3 separate regions of the Mus musculus genome follow, and regions 1 and 3 are each linked to region 2. A link is a contact called in public HiChIP or PLAC-seq and promoter capture Hi-C data. All regions are on one chromosome and are shown on one strand. The core of a region is the stretch at or near the end of the contact, and the rest is flanking DNA. Distances in the headings are between cores, read along the strand shown.

The links. Promoter capture Hi-C pulls out the DNA fragments that hold promoters and counts their contacts. HiChIP or PLAC-seq counts read pairs in DNA pulled down with a chosen protein or histone mark.
Region 1: a promoter capture Hi-C map of pre-B cells shows a contact between it and region 2. The contact joins the promoter of Kdm4b here to the promoter of Plin4 in region 2. A contact is called at or near these places in 10 of 39 promoter capture datasets (the C10 cell line, the HPC-7 cell line, cranial neural crest and 5 more), 2 of 484 Hi-C or Micro-C datasets (the G1E-ER4 cell line and embryonic stem cells), 7 of 115 datasets of contacts at active chromatin or transcription factors (bone marrow-derived macrophages, embryonic stem cells, fetal liver and 3 more) and 3 of 9 other capture datasets (adipose tissue, liver and pancreatic islet).
Region 3: an HNF4G HiChIP or PLAC-seq map of pancreatic cancer cells shows a contact between it and region 2. The contact joins the enhancer-like site here to the promoter of Plin4 in region 2. A contact is called at or near these places in 10 of 39 promoter capture datasets (the C10 cell line, HPC-7-derived erythroid cells, cranial neural crest and 4 more), 2 of 15 datasets of contacts at CTCF or cohesin (embryonic stem cells and large pre-B cells), 1 of 484 Hi-C or Micro-C datasets (embryonic stem cells), 1 of 115 datasets of contacts at active chromatin or transcription factors (pancreatic cancer cells) and 3 of 9 other capture datasets (embryonic stem cells, liver and pancreatic islet).

What each region holds. Positions count from the first base shown.
Region 1 is chr17:56,323,502-56,327,573 of GRCm38.p6, forward strand. Kdm4b (lysine (K)-specific demethylase 4B) reads left to right here and starts at 2,549. Exons shown (of 23, transcript NM_172132.3): 1 at 2,549-2,728.
Region 2 is chr17:56,107,530-56,111,762 of GRCm38.p6, forward strand. It overlaps Plin4 (perilipin 4), which reads right to left and starts at 2,253. Exons shown (of 8, transcript NM_001372234.1): 1 at 2,164-2,253; 2 at 2,009-2,076; 3 at 1,784-1,922; 4 at 1,059-1,117. The coding sequence starts at 2,059. Plin5 (perilipin 5) reads right to left here. Exons shown (of 8, transcript NM_001077348.1): 8 at 4,072-4,233.
Region 3 is chr17:56,359,370-56,363,877 of GRCm38.p6, forward strand. All of the region lies in intron 5 of Kdm4b (lysine (K)-specific demethylase 4B), which reads left to right. Among named protein-coding and RNA genes, the nearest start is that of Gm32715, 27 kb to the right of the region's middle. Within about 2 kb of position 1,307, at least 77 of the 459 cell types and tissues checked have an H3K27ac peak or open chromatin away from gene starts, as enhancers often do. A contact at or near this core is called in hippocampal neurons, pancreatic cancer cells and pancreatic islet, where this site is marked.

The DNA.
Region 1 (4,072 bases), core at 1,299-3,798, 220 kb after region 2:
TTTAATCTCAGCACTTGGGAGGCAGAGGCAGGCGGATTTCTGAGTTCGAGGCCAGCACTTAAAAGGCAGAAGCAGGTAGATCTCTTGAGTTCACGAAGCTAGCCTGGTCTACAAAGAGTTCCAGGATAGCCAGGTCTGTTAACAAGAACCTTGCCTCAAACAAAAACCACTCAAATACAGTGGGGTATGGTTATATTCTCAGCACAAAACATCCAAGGCTGACCTGGAAATCCGAGATCTGCCGGCCTCTTCCTACTGCTACAACTAAGAGCATGGGCCACCCTATCAAAGATGTCAGAAAATTTATGATTAGAAAATTTATTTCAGAAGTTTATTTTAGCAAATCATGAATGTGAGTGGGTACCTGTAAAGGCCACAGGTGTTGGATCCCCTGGGGTTGGAGCTGGAGGTGGTTGTATGCCACTTGACATAGGTGCTGGGATTTGAACTCAGGCCCTCGGGAAGAGCAGTATACAATCTTAACCATTATGCCATCTCTCCAGCTCAAGGCAAGTGTCTATGCCACTGTGTAGACAGTCCTGAGAGCAGAGCAAACTTAACAAAATCCACTCCTGCCGGGCGTGGTGGTGCACGCCTTTAATCCCAGCACTTGGGAGGCAGAGGCAGCCGGATTTCTGAATTCGAGGCCAGCCTGGTCTACAAAGTGAGCTCCAGGACAGCCAGGGCTATATACAGAGAAACCCTGTCTCGAAAAACCAAAAAAAAAAAAAAAAAAAAAAAAAAAAAAAATCCACTCCTAAATTTAAAAATCTACCTGTCCTTCACACAGGTCACCTGCTCTGGAAAATGTGGTGGCAATGACCACATGGGATTCTGTTTCTGAGCACAGAATAGTACAGACATCCTGAAGGATAGAAAACAATTGCTTCCAGGCACTGAGTGCTAACAGGACTGATAGACATTGGAGTGTGTTTGTGTGTGTGTACTTGTATGTGTGCACTTGCACAGGTAGACATGTGCCACCTGTGGAGGTCCGAAGGACAAAGGACTCTTCCTCCACCCTGTGGGTCACACAAGTCATCTGGCTAGAAGGCAAGTTTACTGAGCTGTTTCACCTGAGACAGGGTCTTATGTAGTTGCCCTGGCTGGCCTCCAGCTCAATGTAACTAAAGATGATGGTGTAGTCCAAATTCTGAGTACATGGTGACTGGCGTGGGTGATGGCTGTTCTCTTTACATTGCACAATGAAGAGCAATGGAAACAATTCAAGACTCGTCTAGCTTGGAATAATTTATGTGTAACCTTGAGAGTTAGTGAATTAGCAACAGACTAGGGGGGTAGAACAAATATCTTGGGTGCACAAAGAACCTGCTCTAAGGAGGGTACTTTCCAGATGTTAGATATTAAAGTAGAAGGATTTCTAGTCTACCCCATAAAACAGGAATGTTGTCACCTCTGCTTGCTCAAGTATAGAAGCCGTAATGGTAGTTTGCAAAGCAGGCTCTGGATAAAAGAGCTTGCAGTGAAGCCTAACAACCCAGATGACAAACTCCAGAGTTGCCCTCTGACCTGTAGAGGTATATACCACACATATATACAAAATAATAAAAATTTAAAATTATAAATGCATATTGATGGGGATGATATCAGACCTTAACTAAATGCTCTTGAGTGCAGGGTGACTGGTGTGGTGATGCTGTTCCCTTCACATCGCACAATGAAGAGATGGAAACAATTGTGTGGAGCAGGGGCTTGGACACCTGTAGCTGGAATTTGGGTGCCCAGGCCTCCAATTTGCAATACGCTGAGCTAGAGAGTAGGACCTAGGACATTTTGAGAAGTAGATAATTGAATCCTCTTCCACTGAGTTATTGCAACGCTTTCCATGGGTACAGCTATCAGTTCAAGGTGGGGGGTGGGGTGGACCAAGTCGCGCACGTTTTAGGGAACTCATGAACGTTTGGGGAGGGCAATATGGAACGCTTTTGAGATCCTCTTACCCTAGTTCGGCCTTTTGCAAAGCTGGGCTCAAATTCTGACTCTAGATCTAGAACTACTGGGTTTCGAACCACTGTCTCCGGACCCAGAGCTGATGTTGTGCAGGAAATCACGTACTCAGCAGCCGCCCGATCACAGGGTGGAGTCTGGAGCAGCAAGACAGCGATTGACATTCAGTCGCAACCATTCGGCACCCAGAGACCGGTACCAAACACCAATCCGCGTTTGTCTCAGTAAAGTCTGAGAACGCGCTTGTCAATCTGCGTGAGCTCGGGGCTATCCTACACCCGACCGCAGCCGGATTGGCTGTGTGCATCTTGACGGGCATGCTTCGTACCCACTGAAAGCTGAGCCGGTCACTAGGCACGTGAGTGGGTGCCGGCACGTCCTCGGGGTTGGACCAATGAAGGGAAGAAATCGAGTGCCTGCTCCCGCCCCAGGTCGCGGAGGGCGGGGCCGCTCGGTGTTGATGAGGGGAGGGGTGGAGCTGTCAGCCGCCACCAATCAGCGTGCGGGCGTGGGCTGAATGCCCAATGGCGGCCGAGTAGGAGCCGTCGCCCCGCCCCTCTGAAGCTTCGCCTCCCCGCCCCGGGCTCTTGCTGAGGGCTCGGCCGCGAGCGAGCGAACCATCGAAGGAGCAAAGAGACCGGGCGAAGCTCGGAGCCCAGTGGCCGGGGCGAGCGAGTGAGGGCCGGCGGGGGCGACGCGAGACGGCCGGGCACGCGCCGCTCAGCCTGCTGTCTGCGGCCCGGGCCGCGCGTTGCGCCAGGTGAGTGAGTGTGCGATCCGTGGCGGCGCTCAGCAGCTTCCAGGCCCCTTTGGGGGGCCGCGCGGCCGCCATGCCTGCCCCCACGCCGCACCTTGGGCCGCCGCGCGCACTCCAGGCCGAGGCTTTGGCTGCGGCCTACTCGGCTCCTCAGGGCGGCGGAGTACGCCGCGCTTTTGTCCGTTCGGGCGAAGCTGCTGTTTGTTGATCGACAAAACGATTGTGTGCCTGGGAAAGGAGGGTGTGTTTTTTTGGGGGTGGGTGGGGGGGGTTGACGATGGGGCCGGACAAAGGCGGGGCGGGGGCGGGGCGCCGCGTCCCCTTTCCAGGGCACAAAAGATGACAGCGTGGGTGGCCCGGTCCAGCCATCCCTTCAACAACCCCAAATCCTTAAAAATAAAAAACCCACTCCAAGTCCCTGCTCCCCGCCGCTTGCATTTTGGTTCCCTTTGGTTTGGAGCTGTCCCCTCCAAACACTCACCCATCATGGCCTTGCAAACTTGACCCCCGCATGTCCAGAATCTGTAAATCACCATATAATCTGCATTTTAAAAATGAAAATAAATAGTACACGTATCTGCTATTGCAATGGCAGCCTTTCCACCTCGCTTCTGTACCCTGGTCTCTTTGCTTTCCAGCTCCCTTCTTTCTGTAAGCCATGAAATGTGCAGTTTTCCGCGTGCACACTAGTCCAGGGCATCCCGGCAGACAGGGAAGCTTGGCAAAGCTGGGGACAGCTGGGGGTGGCTTTCCTACTGCCATATCCTGGGGGGTTTTGGGGGTTCTGTTAGGGGTTTCGGTCAGCCAGCTGAGAGTATAAGGGATTCCAGGTTTGCAGATTTGATGCTGTAACTGGTGCGGTTTGGCCATTACGGTTCGGGCATCGCGGTTCCTTGTCCCATCTGTCTGAAAGGGGGGGGGGCGGGGCGGAGGATGGCATCGCTTTAATAATTAACACCTGGGGAAGTGTCTTGCCGGAGTAGTTGCTAGTTTTTTTCAACTATGGAGAGGATGGATCCGGTATGTTTCAAAAAGCAAAAAGAAAGAGTGTATCTTTCCCTGTAACCAAGTGGGATTTGCTCAGCCTGCAGCCTGGTGCCAGCACCTTCATAGGCGCTGAGGATCTTGGTTGCAGAAGGTTGGGGGGTCCGGGATGTCTCTGTGTCCCATTAGTTGTGTATCTGACAGTCCCCAGGCTGGAGACTGCACTGTTCCCCAAACAGCTCCTGCCTCAAAATGGGTTCATTACGTGGGTCTTCAGGGGCTCCTACCACTACCAGGAAAGGGCTAATCACTCTCTTTAATTCTCCAGTAATTGCTGCCTTCAGAGTCACCAAAAGGGCGTGT
Region 2 (4,233 bases), core at 1,003-3,502:
CCCAGGACAGAGCATACAATCTCACTAAAATGATTCCCTTCTAGCTGGACATGTGATCAGCCCAGCACTTAGGAAGCTGAGGCAGGATTGTTGCATGTCTGCCTGGGCTATATAGTTAGTATGAGACCCCATCAGTGACTGCTGGGCTTTGACAGCTCAAACTATTGCCAAGGGACCACAGGGTCAGAGGCTGCTCTCTGTTGTCACTTGGCTGCTTGATACAGGGTCTCATGTAGCCAAGAAGGACTTGCTGGGGTGACACAGATGTGTTGCCACTGAGCAGCTCTCCCTAGATGCTACTTCCCCAGGGGACTTTGAACAGACCTGCAGACTCTAAAGTTGTCCCAACAGAGGAACTGTGGGCACTGAGTCGGTGGAAGCTGGGCCAGCATTGCATCCCACAGTGCCTGAGTGCTCACTGTGCTTTCTACATTGGCTGTGCTTGAGTCCCCAGCTCTTCCCTACCTTTGAGTGATGTAAGGTGTCACCCCTCCCCCAAAGCCTGCCTAGAAAATATACCCACGCCTGCTGGGGCTGGTACTGTAGTGCAGAGGCATGCACACACCTGTCAATCCAGCATTTGGGAGGTTGAGGCAGAAGGATCAGATGCTCAAGGTCAGCCTCAGCTATATAATGAAGTACAGGCCAACCTGGGCACATGAGACTCTATCAGATACAAGCAAACCCCATTTCCTTCAAGGTCAGGAGGGAAAATGAAAGGGATTCAATGGATGCTTAATTGTAGCCAAAATAGGTGATCCTGGCTGCCAAGGTTGTGATTTGATTTGAGTCTACAGGGTGTGGTCACACCATTGCTGGCCCTCTGAGAACTTTGATTTGTGTGGTGTTTTGGGGCACAGTCTCTGTGTCCCAGGGGCAGGGGAAAGCAAGTGCTGAGCACAGAGCCCATAGGATTGCTGAAAGGTTGTGCCCATTTCCCAGATGTGAAAACTGAGGCCCAAGGTAGAGAATGTACTGGTAACCCTACCTCGTGAAAGGAAGTAGAACCTCCCAGAGAAGCCCAGGTTTCCTGTCCAAGGTCTTCCAAACCAGCTCACCTGTTCAGAAGGTTGGAGCAGCCCTGCTGCATCCCCTGCCATCTGTGAGTTGGTGGACACTGCAGAGACAGAGACAGACAGGGAATGAGGGACAGGCCTCTGGCTAGAGCCTGTTGCTGTTGTGCAATTACCAAGCCTGTCCCTAAAGGATAGGAATGTCCCAGCTGCTGGCAAGGGACAGCAGGAGCCAGGCCCAGCCTCCCTTCCCGCTCACTGCCAAGGGTGGCCCTTGCCCATGTGACGCAGGCCCCTGCAGCTGCGAGAGGACATTCTGTGCTGGACTCTGGGTGCTGGACACCCACCCTGCACACTTGGTGCCCACAGAGCTTGCAGTGGGCGAGTGGTACCACCCTGCCTTGGCAGCCCTGCCATGGTCACCAGCTGCCCGTTACACATATGTGGCCTTCAAGGAAATAGCCTGCTGCAGGCACCCCAGTTGAACCTCAGAATGCTGTGTTACCCCAGGGCAGCTGCTGGCCCTCTCCGAGTACCCTTGACAAGCTCAGACAAGAACAACGTCCAGCCTAGTATCCAGTGCAAACAGCAGAGGGGCCTTGGCAGGGTTTAAACGCCCCGTTCCCCTGGCTATATCGCCTAGTATCTCCACCTCAGTTTCCTTATCTAAGGAGATTACATAGATACAAGGTCACCAGAGTTGCTGAAGCTCCTTCCCAGGCAGTTGCTCTGCCAGGCCACTCAGTCCCCACTTCTCTTGTGCCACTCACCTTTAGATGAGGGGGCAGGAGTCCCCGAGGGGTCTGTTGCTGTTTGTAAGTCCTTTGTGGAGGTGGAGCTGTGAGTGTGGGACACCAGGTTCCGGGCAGAGCTGAAGCCAGGCAGGGACCCAAAGAAACTGCTCAAGGTCTGTGTGGGGTGAGTAGGGGTGAGGTAAGTGGACACTGGGGTTGCCTTCCCAGGGTCCCTGGCAGAGTAGCCCTCTGTTCTCTTACCTTGCCTTTGGATTTGGGGGGGACCCTGGTCCCATCTCCTGAAGCTGACATGATGGCAGCCTGTGGGGCTAGAAAGGAGAAAAAAGTGCTAAGTGCTGGAGAGGCCCTTCTGTTTCATCCCCACCCTGACTCCCACCAACACCCCCTTCACCCACCTGGAGGTGGCAGTCTCTGGGTGACACAGCAGCTCGAGTCACCTGGACCAGTCAGGGTAAAGGGTCCCTCAGAGCAGGACCGCTGCTGGCAGCGTCTGGGCGCCCAATCCCCAAGCCTTATAGGGTCTGGGGAGGGTGTGGGCCTGGCTGGCCCAGGCAGGCGGCCAGAGAGCAGGGAGGGGGGGGGTGTCACATGCCTGCCCGCACAGGCGGTGTGGACCCAACCCAGCACCTTTCCCCTGCTCTCCACTGTGGGCCAAGCAGCCTCTGTTTATGGTGCCTGTTGAAGGCCCAGTGACTAACAGGCCGGTCATGCATCCCAAGGGACCTCCCACTCTCTGCCTCTACTTTTCTGAGATGGGATGCCTTTCTTACCAGGCACCACCTGTGGGTCTCAGTTTTACCTTCTAGACTTATCAGCTGGCTTCCTTGCCTCCCTCCTCCCACTCTGCCCCAGCTCCCTGGCTTGGAGTATTCCAGTCACAGGTACCTCCTCCAACACTCAGGACCCTTTCTCACCCACAGCCTTCACACAGCTTCGTCCTCTGCCCCAGGTCCTTTGCACAGGCCACACCCCTGCCTGCTACACCTTTCTCTAGATTCTCACACAGCCTTACCTCTGTCATCCTGTTTATATAGTGTGCCCAGGATAGTGCCTGGCACACATAAGACACTTAGGAAACATTTGTCTAAATGGGGACAAGTGAAGGTGTATGAGAGTTTGAAATGAGGTCGTATGTGATCAGTAGTCACTCAACAAATAGTACCTTAGCATTCCCTGGGCAGAAACAGGGTTTCCAAGAGAAGAGTGTGTGTCTTGTGGAGGGCAGTAGTATGTCCCTCTACTGAAAGGAACTTGGACTGAAGTGTGAGAACCCAATCTGGTGTAATCTCAATCTCTCTCTCTCTCTCTCAATCTCTCTCTCTCTCAATCTCTCTCTCTTTCTCTGTGTGTGTGTGTGTGTGTCAGGAGGGAGCATCCTGGGCCTGAGGCCCCACAGGCAGGATTCAGACAGCCCCTGAACTCCCTGTATGCCAAGCAGGCCATCGGTGAAGTGACTGGGCACAGTGACTGCCATTCCTGCCCTGGGCTCTGTTCCAGGCTTGTACTCCTGGGACAGAGATGCCAGCCTCAGCGATGGAGCAATTAACTCTGCCACTGCTAAACTAGGGGAAGAGGTTTCAGGCGGGGGTCCGGGGTCCCTGGTTTGTTTCCTTGGAATCTTGGGTGTGTTAGGTGACAGTTCTGGAGCAGAAGAGGGTGCTCCCAGCTATTGCTCCTGAGGGGTTGGGGTGGGTGGGAGGGAGCACTGCATCTGGCTCCCTCTTGTGCTGCCAGCTCCCACCTGCCCCCCACAATTCACTAAGCTCCCTGGAGGAGGTGGTAGTGGGCCTGGAGGAGGGTTGTGCCTGTTCCAAGACACTGCTTTGAGCACCAGGGAATTATGGGGGTTCTGGATGCCCAGAAATGCCATCTAGATCAGGCTCTGGGGCTGCCCTGACCTCATCATGCTAGACAGTGGTTTCCCAACACACTGCCCAGACCTGAGAGTCAGAGGGTGGCCAAGAATGTGGTGAGAGGTCAGGAGGACCCCGTGGGACCCATCCTGGCCTTTGCCCTGCCTCTCTCTGTCTTCCACAGCCCCTCACTAATGGTCCAGTGAGGAGAGAGAAGAAAAGCCACCCCATGGGGTCCCCCATTCCTCTGCTGCTCCCAAGAGGTTCTAAGAGCTAATTTATACTAAAGTAAGAATGGCTTCCACTTACGTGTATTCGAAGTTTAACCTAAGCTTCTCCCTGTAGCTCATTAAGAAATATACCATCCCTGAATGCTGGCTCAAAACTCCATCCCTACATCCCTAAAGTCACACCCTGAAAATTCCCAGCACCCAAGTTCCAAAACCTACCTCAGACCACATCAAACATATTTATTCAGGACCACAAACAGCAAAGCAATTGAGTCTCTGGACACCAGCCAAAAGCATTTGATTCTAGGAGTTCTGAGCCCCCAGGTAGATGATGTGGGCACCAGGTCTTCCTCCAGCCACCTTTCTTTTCCTTGTTTGTTTG
Region 3 (4,508 bases), core at 57-2,556, 250 kb after region 2:
CTTCTGAGTGCCTTGCAGCCCCCATACTGAGGGAGCAAAGATGGTTCTTGTGCCCTACCCTAACTCTCTGCACCTGTGAGGGTGGTTCCTTCCAGTTGTCAGCTGAGCTGCCAGATCCCTCTGATGATGAAGCCAGCAGGAGGCAGCGCAGCTTGGAGTGGTTGTCTCTTATCTGGCTCACATTGCTGGTCCCTCCCTTGTCCTGCCTCTACTGTGTGGTAGACACCTGGGAGGTGGATGCTTTCCATGTGCCAAGTATTCCCTGCAGTGCTTTGGAAAGGCAGATGCCCCACAATGTCTGAGTTGAACTGATGTGTGCAAGTCTGTGAGCTGCTGCTGTCCCTGCTCTGACCTGAAGCCAGTGACTGTGATGGTCTCTTGGTGTGGGGACATCACCACTGGGGGGGTGGGAGTGGGGATGGGGGACTTCTTCATGGTCCCTGCACTGCCACTCTGTCCTCTCTAGAGCACCTGGCCATGGTGCTTGTCCTCAGTTGTCCTTGGGGTTTATGAGATTGCAGAGCTCTCTATAGAAGGAACCTCCTCCAAGGGTGACATTTGTCCCAGGTAGCTGCCCTGTGCTGTAGAGCCTAACAACAGGCTCTGTGGCTGTGTTGCTAATGCACCAAGTATGGCTGTGGCAGGATCTTTCTCTACCCAGTCCACATCTCAATGATGGCCTTGGCCTCTGTCCCAAGGATGCAATCACTCCATGTCCCCTGACCTATGTTGTCTCCGACATTGCAAGCATGTGAAGTCAGTCCACAGGCTACTGTGTGTTCCCTCCCTCAGGACTAGAAGCCAGGAGACCCCAAATGTAAGGTGATTGAGAGCCAGCCAGGGGCATTCTCCAGCTGGACTCAAAGCTCTGTCCTGTGGGGCTTGGCTCTCCAGCCATCGCAACCACTTGGTCCAGACACACAGAAGCTAGCAAGGGACAATTGTGTTATTCCTGGCCCAGTACCCCTTGCTGCCTTGTCATTGGGCCCTTGGCCTCACTCTGGCCACAGCTGCTCTGTCACCCTAATGCCATGGTTCTGGCCTTCCGCTTGTTGAGACTGCTGTACATCTCAGCCACCACTGCAGCCAGATAAGTAACTGAGGCTTGTGACGTGCCTGAGCTTGAACTGGGGCATTGGGCCCCTGGCATGCAAGATGAGCCCTGTGTCATTAGCCACCACGATGCTCTGATGATGACGGGCAATTTCAGGGAATCTGGTGCACACGGCAGGGTGCAGCTCTGAGTCACAGCCTGTGCCCATTAGCTCGATGAGCCGTCCTGCTTTGTCCTTTCCACAACCAGGCCTGCCGAAGACTTGGCTGTGGCAGGCCCTGCCTCGCAGCTGTGTTCCCAGGATCTGAGGGTCAGAGCAGCCAGCACACCATTTGCATGTTGGGGCTCATACAGGGTCCCACTTGACTCTCCCCTGCCTTTCTGTCTTCACTTAAAGAGTTTGCTTCTGGGCTGCAGAGCTCTGTAAGCAATGCTGAGCAGGAAGCCTTCTGTATTCTTTGCCTGAATCAGGGCTGTTAGCCTGCAGCAGTTTGTGAGGAGCCCCTCCCCACCCCACAGACTTGGGGAATTGGAGCTGAGTTGGGCTCTTGAGCCAAACGGTGAGCTGGGGTGGTGGCCCGTAGCTCTTTCTCTTTGGTTTTTATATGGCCTACTTTTTTTGGTTGGGGATTCCTCTCCCTTCCACCACCCTTTTCCTCCCCCTCTCTGTCTCCTTTCTTCTCTCCTTTCTTCCTCTCTCCTCTGTCTTCCTCTCCCTGCCCCCTCCCCTCCCTTTTTGTCTTCCTCTTCCTCTCTCTGTCTACTTCTTTTACTTTCTGTCTTCTTCCTCCTCTTTGTCCTCTTCCTCCTTGTCTCTGTCCTCTTCCTCCCTCTTCCTGTTCCTCCCTCTTTTACCTGATAGTGCAGGTGGATCTGTCTATGGTGAGCCAGCACTGCAGCTTTCCCAGGAGTGGACCATGCGCTATGCAGAGTTTTCAGTGTCTTACACAGTCCTCCTAGCTCCTCTGGGCAGCCTGTTATCTGACTTCCCACTTTCCTTCTTGCTCGCTGGCCTTGGTGATGTGGAGTATAGTGTCTGTGGTCCCTCCATCACAGACTGGCCATGCTAATGCTGACCTTGACTGTGTGGCTCAGGTCGTCTCCTGGGTATTCTCTCCCAGCAGGGCATTCTTTAATGTCTGCCACACTGTACTTTGAGGTGAAATAAACTCTAAAATTAAATGTTTTAATTCTCAGAGAAGTCAAGAGAGGAAGAAGCAGGGTGGCCCTGTGCTAGGCCGACAGTTGGACCCAACACTGTCTCTTTTTCAGGGTGCCTGGTTCCTTTCCTTCTTCCTGGAGAGGAATCACAGATGGAGCGTGGGCTCTGTGGTATCTGTGTGCCTGGGGCTCTGTGGCTCAGAAGTGGAGTGTATGAACCCTTTGGGCTCTCTAGGCAGCCTACAGTAGCCCCTTGCCTTCAGGCTGTGTGGGAACACCCTTGCTTTCTGCAGCCCTGACCTTGGAGGGGCCATCTCCTGATGAGGCCAGACTCACCCCAATGAGTTTTTAATAATGACTTATTTTTATTTTATGTGCATTGGTGTTTTGCCTGCATATGTGTCTGTCCAATCCCTGGAACTGGAGTGAGCTGTCATATGGGTGCTGGGAATTGAATCTAGGTACTTTGGAAGATTAGCCAGTGCTCTTAACTACTGGGCCATCTCTTTATCCCTGAGCCACTGAATTCTTTGCAGGCTCCCGGTAGGCCATGGAACCCCCTCTTTCTTACTGTGGAACGAAGGATGGGGGCCTAGGTGTGTGTTCATGTGTACTCTCCATGTGTGCGGTGAACTGCTGTGCTCTGCAGGAGCCCTTGAAGTCCCATTGCCCTCTCTGCACACAGTGCTGCTGTCCTGGCTTGAGGACTTGAGCTACCCCATTTGTCTTTGAACTCCATACACTCCATGTCCCTGGGCTGCGTGGCCTGGGAAAGGCCATTGCTGAACTTTGTATAAACGGTTCAGTCTTCTCTCCAACCATATGTAAAAGCTTGATTGGCATACTTCCTGTTGGGAATTCACCTTTGCAGGCTGTCTCAGGCTCAGTCACCTGCTGGTGACTTTTGGGATGTCCACATATAGGTCACACCTCTTTCAGGTGGACAGACCTCAGAGAGACCTGGGTGACCACAGGCCTGCTGTCCATGCTGCCTACCATGCAGGCCACAGTGTATAGCACATAGGTCCTGGAAGTGTCTCCTGTCTCCACCCATATTCTCTTTGTTCTGAGCAGCCCCCCTCCTTGTTCTCAGAGGACCTGCCCCTAATTCTTTGTTTTTAAGTTTGAACACAGTGATTGGGCAGAATCCTGAGCCTGGCTTAGGAGACCACTGACACAGGGTTACTGCATCAGACTGTGAGTCCAGGCTGATGGCTGTGTACAGGACTCCTGTTGTCTGGGACATGGTCCAGGGTATTGGAAGCCTCTGCATGTCCACAGCTCCAAGTCCAAAATGGTGCCTTTTCTGTACCCCACTCATGTCCACCACTAGGCCCTTACTAGCTCTGCACCATCACCAGGACCTGCCTCTCGGATTCTCTCCTGTGAACCTTTCCCAGACTTTGGGCAGTGCAGAGTAGGTGACATTTAAGTTTTGGTCTTTGTCCTTCACTAAAAATCCATGGGGGTGGGGGTGGGGGTGGGGGTGGGGTGGGGGTGGGGCCCCACACCTCATCTGAGCATGCAGCCTCTGCCTCATCTGAGATTGTTGGACACAAATGTGACAGTGTCTAACCTCTTCCCTGGGTCCCCAGGGAGATGTGACAGTCACAGATATCCATCCACCCCTCCCCGGCTACCCAGACACTGTTCTTCCCCATACCACCAGCTTCCCTGTGGGTGGTTGGTCCTCCTATCTCTGAGGCTCTGTGTTCTCCAAGCTAGCTCTCTTGATCCCCTGTGTGTTTCAATAAAAATGTCATTACTAGAAGCCATTGACACCGCTGGTGTGTGACACCAAATTCTACCGCCCATTGTCCCAGAAAACGATCCATTAGAGATAAAGCCAGTGGCTCAATAGTCTCCATCCTGGGAGCAGCCTCTCCCATTCTGGCTGCTGCTATCTTTGCTGCAGTTTGTATTGTCTGTCCCACCTGCACAAGCGATAAGACGCTAAGACGCTAAGACGTGGGGATTCCCTGGTGGGAATGGGCAGACCTCACTCAGTGCCAGCCAGGTCAGGTGGTTCCTTACTGGAAATCCCTTTTGGGTTAGGCAAACTGAAGCTCTTTTTGTGGGAGTGATCAAATTGGGGTACATAGAAGCCTGGTCCCTCATATGGAGCTGCTCACAGCCCCATGTGTCTTTCCCATGTGTGTCACATCCTCTCCATTGGGTGGGCAGTGGGTGTTGACAGTCTGTTTGCCAGCCTGCCTCTGATGCCTGGGTTCAAGGGCACCTTCATTTAACACCTGTCTGTCCAGGTTTTGCTCTGACCTGTGGAATCCCTCCT